2 separate regions of the Mus musculus genome follow, and region 1 is linked to region 2. A link is a contact called in public Hi-C data. All regions are on one chromosome and are shown on one strand. Each heading gives the region's core, a stretch centred on a gene start, on an enhancer-like site or on the middle of the called end of the contact. The rest is flanking DNA. Distances are from core to core; before and after follow the strand shown.

Region 1 (3,461 bases), core at 92-2,591, 160 kb after region 2:
TTCATTATACTCTGGGACAAACGCTGGAGCTAGTCTTTACTAGTAGGCATTGTGCTAGGAGTTTGAGACCAAATGGAAAATACCAAGTAAACAATTTAAACTACTCAAACCCTGCAGGAAAGACATCTCTACAGATATGTGGAGGGAATCTGTGCGGAGTTGTTCCTAACCGGGAAATTGCCAGGGATTAACAACCTGCATTGGCAACATCTCAAGTATACATACTGGATATATTCAACCAAGATCCTGAGATGAAGTAGGGATATGGGCTGGCTGACCTCCCAAGGTCTTTTCCATTACCACAAGCATACACAGCATCCTACCCTTTCCCATTTATGATCCAACACATGCCTGTAGTCAGTTTGACAGTAAGTCCCCTGGGCTTCCTTCCAGGTTTAGTACGATGCCACGAAAGACTGCTAGCACTCAACAAATGATTCAAATATTTGTTGAATGAAGGAATTAATGAATCGTGTTTAAATAGGTCTCACATGATCTCCCCAGATATAGAGAATAAAATCACAACATTCCAGGCATGATGGTTTGAAGGTTTGAACAGGGCTGGCAAGGGAACATGATCTCTCTCTCTCTCTCTCTCTCTCTCTCTCTCTCTCTCTCTCTCTCTCTCTCTCTCTCTCTCACACACACACACACACACACACACACACACACACCCTCTAGCCTTGGGAAAGCACAGCCCACCTGCTAAGCAAGCAGGCTGCGGGAGTTTCCTTGGCAAAGAATCCTGTCTGCTGCTTCCAAATGCAGTCTCCAGAAGGTCACTTCACTCAGATACAGAACAGCTTCCTTTGGTCTCTGTGACAAAGTTTGTGGGGATTCAGTGCGGTCCTCCCCTGGGGTGCTTCTACACTCCCACCCCTACTCTGGGTGCCTGTGGCACACAGCTGGTCTGCCCGCAGCACCCCGCCTTACCTTAGTGAGCTGAGCGATCTTCTTGCACATTTTCACGTGCATCTCCGGATCACAGTCCATTCTCCAGCCCGAGCCACCGCGGGCGTCGGCTTTGGAGCTCGCGCAGGTTCCTGGCGGGTGAATTTTGCTGTTGAGGGCAGATGCCATCGCTTTAAGGAGCCCTGCACTGAAATGCTCTGACTCGCGCGCTCTCACCGCTGGCCGTGTGCACGTGCGTTCGAGCACGGGCGTGAGAGCTTTCTCCAGAGAGGTGGCACTGCAGTCCTGCCAGCACAGCCGCGTGGCTCTCTTTCCGGAGGTGTCTCCTTCCCGGGCCCACTCGCGCACCACCTTCCTCTGCTCGTGCTCGTTCGCGAGCTAGCTGGCTCACGGGCACCCGCACCATGCAGCGTAGCGCTGGCGCCTTGCACGTGAGGTTTACCATCTGCGGATGCTTCCGAGAGGGTGCGGGCTATACCTGCAAGAGGACAGCTTCTGAGGGGTGTTGGGGGACAGGAGGTGGGGGCGGTGCCCTGGGCAGGGTTTTTTTTTTTTTTTTTTCCCTTCCCTCTCCTTGGCCAACTGGGTGGCTTGGAGCTTCCAACTCCACTGTGAGCGATCCAGCCCGAGGTGGATAGCTCAGGCCAAGAGGAAGAAATGCTGGCTTTAGTCCCTAGCAGATCGGCAAATCAGAATGAAAATATTAGAAAATCCTGTAGTAGTAGATGGGACAGATGAGAGAGCGGGTCTTATTCCTGCAGCCCTGATGCTTAGAGCGAGGGTGAAGAGAGGAGGCGGGATGCTGAAGGGCAGAAGTGGGGATGAGGGAGCTAACCACTCCGATTCTAGGAGGTTGAGATCTGGAGCTCAAAGTGGGAATAGAGCTGGAACCTCAGAACTACACGGTGGGACTGAATTGGAAGCCCCCCTTCCTGACCTTGGATAGGACCTGCTCAGTGATGCTAGAGATCTCCCCACATCGTCCACTCAAAGGTCACTAGTGACCGAAACTTGGGGGTGGGTTGGGGGCGGGGCATCGCCAGATTTCGGTCTCAGAGTAGGGAAAGAGGTAGCGACAAGGAAAAAAAGTCCTGCAAGAGCTAGAAAGGGTGGTAGTGGGAAAGGAAGTTACAAGGGGCACCAGATGGGTCTGGAAAGTCAAGCCTACCCAGTTAAAGCAAAGGAGCTCATCTAACCTGTGCCATTACCTCAGACAGACCCGAGGCTGAACCTTGTTGCGTTTTGAAGTTGTTGCCCCTTAGACTGGGAAAGCAGGTAGGTAGAGAACCAAAATCGTTTCTGGCTTTTTTTTTTGGTTTTGAACAATGGACTTTGAGAAACAAGACAGAATCCTGGTCAGATTTTTCTGAAGTGGCAATAGTGTCATTATTATGATTTTGCCTGGCTAATATATTTTATTTTATAAACTTCTCGCCCTCCAATAACAATACTCATTTTATAGGTGGGAAAAATTAACTATTTGATCAGGTGATTACAAACGGCAGTTGGGTGTGAAATGGGGACAGTGATACCACAACTGTGAACCCCTGTCTACCTCCCAGGCATTACAGAGCACCCAGAGGAGCAACCAAGAGAACCTTAGGCTTATCCCACAACTCCGTGGGACAAAAATCTTTGGTGATCAGGGTCACAGGAGTCCATGTATTAAATACAGGCTTCCTATTTATTTCCAAATTTTATAGAATGCTATTTTTAGTATATAAATAATATCATTTTTACAGAAATTCAACCACTGTGCAAATGAGAAGAAAATTAGCCTTCATGGAATGAGAATACTGAACCAAAAAAATATTCACTAATTTGGATTATCACATCAGTGGCCCTGTGACTCTTGGTATTTGAGAGTGAACACACACTTGCCACATTGGTGGCAAGTCTCCTAACGTGCAAGCACCCGAATACTACATCATCATCAAGTTACTCAATTTATATACTAAAAGGCATACTATTTAATTTCATTTCATCCCTTTCATTTCTTCCTTGCATTAATATCAAGAAATTAGACAATTTTTTAAAATGTGTGTTGGGACTAGGTATGGTGGTGAACTCCTGAAATCCAAGCCCTCTGAGACAGGAGCGGAGTTTCTCAATCTTCTCTCCCGAAGGAACAACAAAAACAGATCACCTTGTCACAAAATGGCAACATTTGCACTGAGATGTCATTAAGTATATTAATATAACAGCACAGAGTATGCCATTTTGTAATAAAATGTGTTAAGGCAAAAATATAATCAGGCTATATAAAATATTAATATGACCATTAGGAGGACCACAATTTTGGAAATAGCTGCCTGTAACTATTTGGTAATATCATCGTTTCTAGCTTCCCACCTTAAAATTGTGTTAGTGGTAATAGGTGTGGAAACCAGTGGAAAAAGGAGAGTCGGGCACAAGAGTTTTCTCAGTACAGGTAACATGATCGGTTTGCAAAGTGTACACTTGACTTTAGAGTACACTGGGAGGAATGAACCTGGCATTAATATAGTTTTATTTCTGGTCTTTTTCTAGATTCAAATTAATGGAACTCT
Region 2 (3,586 bases), core at 949-3,448:
ATCCTTGGTTCCTCGGTTGCAGGATGGTTGACATTGAATCATATTTCTAACATGCTAACTTCCACTTTCCAGTCTCAACTGAATAAGAAAAACCATTTTCACACTTTATTCACTATTTCTATGTATAGTAGGGGGTCATTTCTCAGGGTGTTGCAGGACCATGGGATCAGAAAAAGGACTGTAGAGATCTGACATCTTATTCGTCATCAGTACGTAACAAAAGTCTTTCTGATCTTCTGCAGCAACAGAGGGACCTAAAATGACAATCCATCAGGCATAATGACAAATGACAGGGCTCAATATTTTGCCTATAAATGCCCACCTTTTGGGGGAGTTCCTGTCATTCTAATAATACAAAACTGATAAAATGCAAAATTAAAAGAAAAAAATATAGATTAAAGCACTGCTTGCATTTTTATTTATTTTCTTAAATTCTCGGTTTCCTAAACTACTATGATGCGTCAATATGTTTCATCATTTGGGGAGAGTAAGGAAATCAATACGGAAGCACAAGAACTTATTCCAGTAGCAAAGTTCAAAGTGCCCTGGTTAAAGTTCAGAATTATCTATCAGGAGTATTTTGTTTATAAGACCCAAACACTAGGCCCTGTTCATGTTGGCCAAATTCTGAACCACCACTAAGCTACATCCAGTCCCAGAAAAATGCTTTTGAAAATTAACTATAGTTCATTGAGAGATCCTGTCTCGGGAAGGGAAGGGAAGGGGAGGGGAGGGGAGGGGAGGGGAGGGAGAGGGGAGGGGAGAGGGAGGGGAGGGGAGGGGAGGGGAGGGGAGGGGAGGGGAGGGAAGGGAAGGGAAGGGAAGGGAAGGGGTTGAAAGAGGAAGGCACTGGTCTCTGAACATTTGACTGTATTCAAAATACTGCATGCACACACACACACACACACACACACACACACACACGGAGAGAGACAGAGGCAGACAGACAGACAGACATGCACACGGTGGGAGGGGGGGAAGAAATGGGCAAAGGAGGAAAACAGCAAAGAAATGCAAAAGGGAAGGTGAAAGAAGAAGCAAGGCCACTACTCAGTGAGGTTTTGAGCCAGTAGCAGTGGCAGCAGCAAGCAGTGGCGGCAGCGGCAGATGGGCTGTGGTGGTGGTGGCAGAGAACTTGATGTAAAGGCATCTCAGGGCCACCCCAGTCCTACAGACTCAGAAAGTGTATCTTCACAGGACCAATAGACAACTGTACCTCCTTGCAGTTAGGCATTCTAAGTCTCCCCACACCTGTGAGGTACTGCCCTAGTATAGAGGATAGTGCTGTGTGAGCCATACCAAGGATGCCTGTGATGAACGCATTCCTAAACTCAGGTGGACCGACCCTCATCCTGCATGTTCCAATATAAGTGCAGAATTACCCAAATCTGTAAGTGATCAGTAGCCTCCTCTAGTAAGAACATCAGCCAAACCCACAGATCTCAAGGGCCCAGGAGGGAAGTGTGAGGTTACATTCTTCTTGGGAACTAGTAAAAGTGGAATTTATTTATTTTTCTGAGCCTGTCTCTTTTCAGAGGCCAGATGACATGTTCCTGTGCTCTAGCATAGTCAGGCTTGCCCCGTGCCAAGTGTGCACTACCGGATACACACCATTCGCACATGCATGCGCGCACACACCCTTTTCCTTGGGTTGAATCCATGCCTAGCTGGAAGTGGTTGCTTCTGTCTATGGCTGTATTCCACTCATATTGTCCAACACTGATTTTTCTAACTAGAACCATAGATTACAGAAGTACGGACAGAGTTAACAAGTATTAAACTGGCCTCGCAAAATATTTTAAAGTAGCAGACTTTCAGGCTACTTTAGAGGTTCTGAGGAGTGGAGCTAGGGTGAAACTGGGAGGTCAGGCTCTTCAGTAAACACTGGAGTGAAATTATGCTTTTGAACATGGCTTCCTCTGAGAAATATGGTTCTGCCTATGAACAGTCACTCCATACACATTCCTGGGTCACCTCCCAAGGAGTGAAGAAGGATTAATTAGCAGCCCCCAAGACAGGCTGGCTTTGTAAGCATTCCCATTGCACAAGCAACACGTCAGGCTAGACAATAATGCAGTGCAAACTGCCTATTGAACTGCAGCCAAAGAAAATGCCTCCCAAGTGTGGAGGGATGATCGCCAGTGTCTGCCACCCACGGCGGAGAACAGCGACTCACGTTGACAAGAGAGCATGCTCTCCAGACAGAGATACATCTAAGCTGATGCAACCCTCCCCCCCATGTTAACAAAATGCCAGCAAACGTTCCTCCCTTGAGACTCTATATGTGTCTATAAGACAGCTGTCCAACTGTAATACTCGTAGAAGTTACGATTGTACAAGTTTGCCACGGGTGCTGTAGTTGCTGTTGAAAATACTGTGAAGGTGTCAGCATTATTGGGTGGGGAAGAAATAATTCTCAGTCACTGTGGAAAGGATGAACCAGAGTCAACGGTGCTATATTCACACCTTCACAGACACAGCCACTGTCAGCTGCATCCACCAAGTTCTCTCAGATACTAAAAGTACGCCAAACACTAAGCTCTATCAACCTTTAACCTGTCTTTGACGGTTAAGAGGAAACAGTTATTGCCAGTGTGACTGAGCCCCTTTGGTGGGCAAATCTCTATACAAAGGGCTTTTGATGTGCTGACTACTTCTCACAGCCTTTATAAAGTAGGTATACTGCTTTTGTTGTACTGTGAAGATGCTGAGATAATTTTTTTAAATAATAGTAAATGATGCTATGAAAAAATAATAAAGTAGGAAATAAGGGCAGAGCTCTCAGGGACTCTATGATCTAAATGTCTATGATCTAAAGTGTCAGCTGAGGTCCCTTACAAGTAGCACTGAAACAAACCTATGGAAAGCAGAGACGTGAGTTTAGCAGAATCTAAGAGCATCATTCCTGACTAAGCAAACAGGCGTCAGGACCCTGTGGCAGGAAACTCTGGCTTGCCCAGGAACAGTAAAGAGTCTGTGTGACCAACAAAGCAGAGATTCCAAGATGAGGCCCATGGGTGGTTGTTTGGAAGTGGCGAGCTTCACACAACTCCAGGGTTGTGCAAGGTCCCCGTGAATCTGCTAAGCAAGGAGTGGGTAAGGCCTGTTGCTTTGAACAGAGAAGTGGTGTGAGTCGGCTTTATATTTCTACATGGCCTGTTGGAGATGGCAACAACCAGTGCACTCTCTCTTGCCAAGATGAAGAATGACCTCCACATTGTAAACCTGTAGGATTCTTAGGTCGTTATTCTTGTTGAGTGGCTTCTCCTCACCCACCTGTCCTTTTGCCAGGCGTCTACCACCTACCTGTCTGGACGACTTCCCGGGCTCTTTTCCTATCCTGTGCTTATGGTTATGTGGGTGGTGCTCAAAGCCTATGAGCATGGGTGCTCTTCCTGCCTAATCTCATGTCTCCCTGTCTCATCTGCAGCAGTGCACTCAGGCTTCCCTCACTGGCGGCACTCCAGGATAGCTCACCCGAGCTGCTGCCAACTCATCTAGGTGCCTGTTGCATGCCCCCTCATGTCCTGGGTGGCCCAGGGTTCTTTAAATCAGCTTGGGAAATACGAGGGCTGTTTCCCCAGCT

Evidence for each region. Hi-C and Micro-C count contacts between places; a contact is called where the count stands out from the background.
Region 1: a contact with region 2 is called in a Hi-C map of forebrain, with 3 times the contacts expected there. The contact joins the promoter of Fam184b here to the enhancer-like site in region 2. A contact is called at or near these places in 7 of 39 promoter capture datasets (the C10 cell line, embryonic stem cells, hippocampal neurons and 2 more), 4 of 484 Hi-C or Micro-C datasets (the N1E-115 cell line, cerebral cortex, forebrain and 1 more), 3 of 115 datasets of contacts at active chromatin or transcription factors (a beta-TC-6 cell line, embryonic stem cells and stem cell-derived neural progenitor cells) and 2 of 9 other capture datasets (adipose tissue and liver).

The regions. Positions count from the first base shown.
Region 1 is chr5:45,638,160-45,641,620 of GRCm38.p6, forward strand. Fam184b (family with sequence similarity 184, member B) reads right to left here and starts at 1,342. Exons shown (of 16, transcript NM_021416.3): 1 at 934-1,342. The coding sequence starts at 1,080. It overlaps 9630001P10Rik (RIKEN cDNA 9630001P10 gene), which reads left to right and starts at 1,116. Exons shown (of 4, transcript NR_102378.1): 1 at 1,116-1,377; 2 at 2,130-2,187; 3 at 3,442-3,461.
Region 2 is chr5:45,474,428-45,478,013 of GRCm38.p6, forward strand. No RefSeq gene overlaps it. Among named protein-coding and RNA genes, the nearest start is that of Lap3, 17 kb to the right of the region's middle. Within about 2 kb of position 2,199, at least 28 of the 459 cell types and tissues checked have an H3K27ac peak or open chromatin away from gene starts, as enhancers often do. A contact at or near this core is called in forebrain, where this site is marked.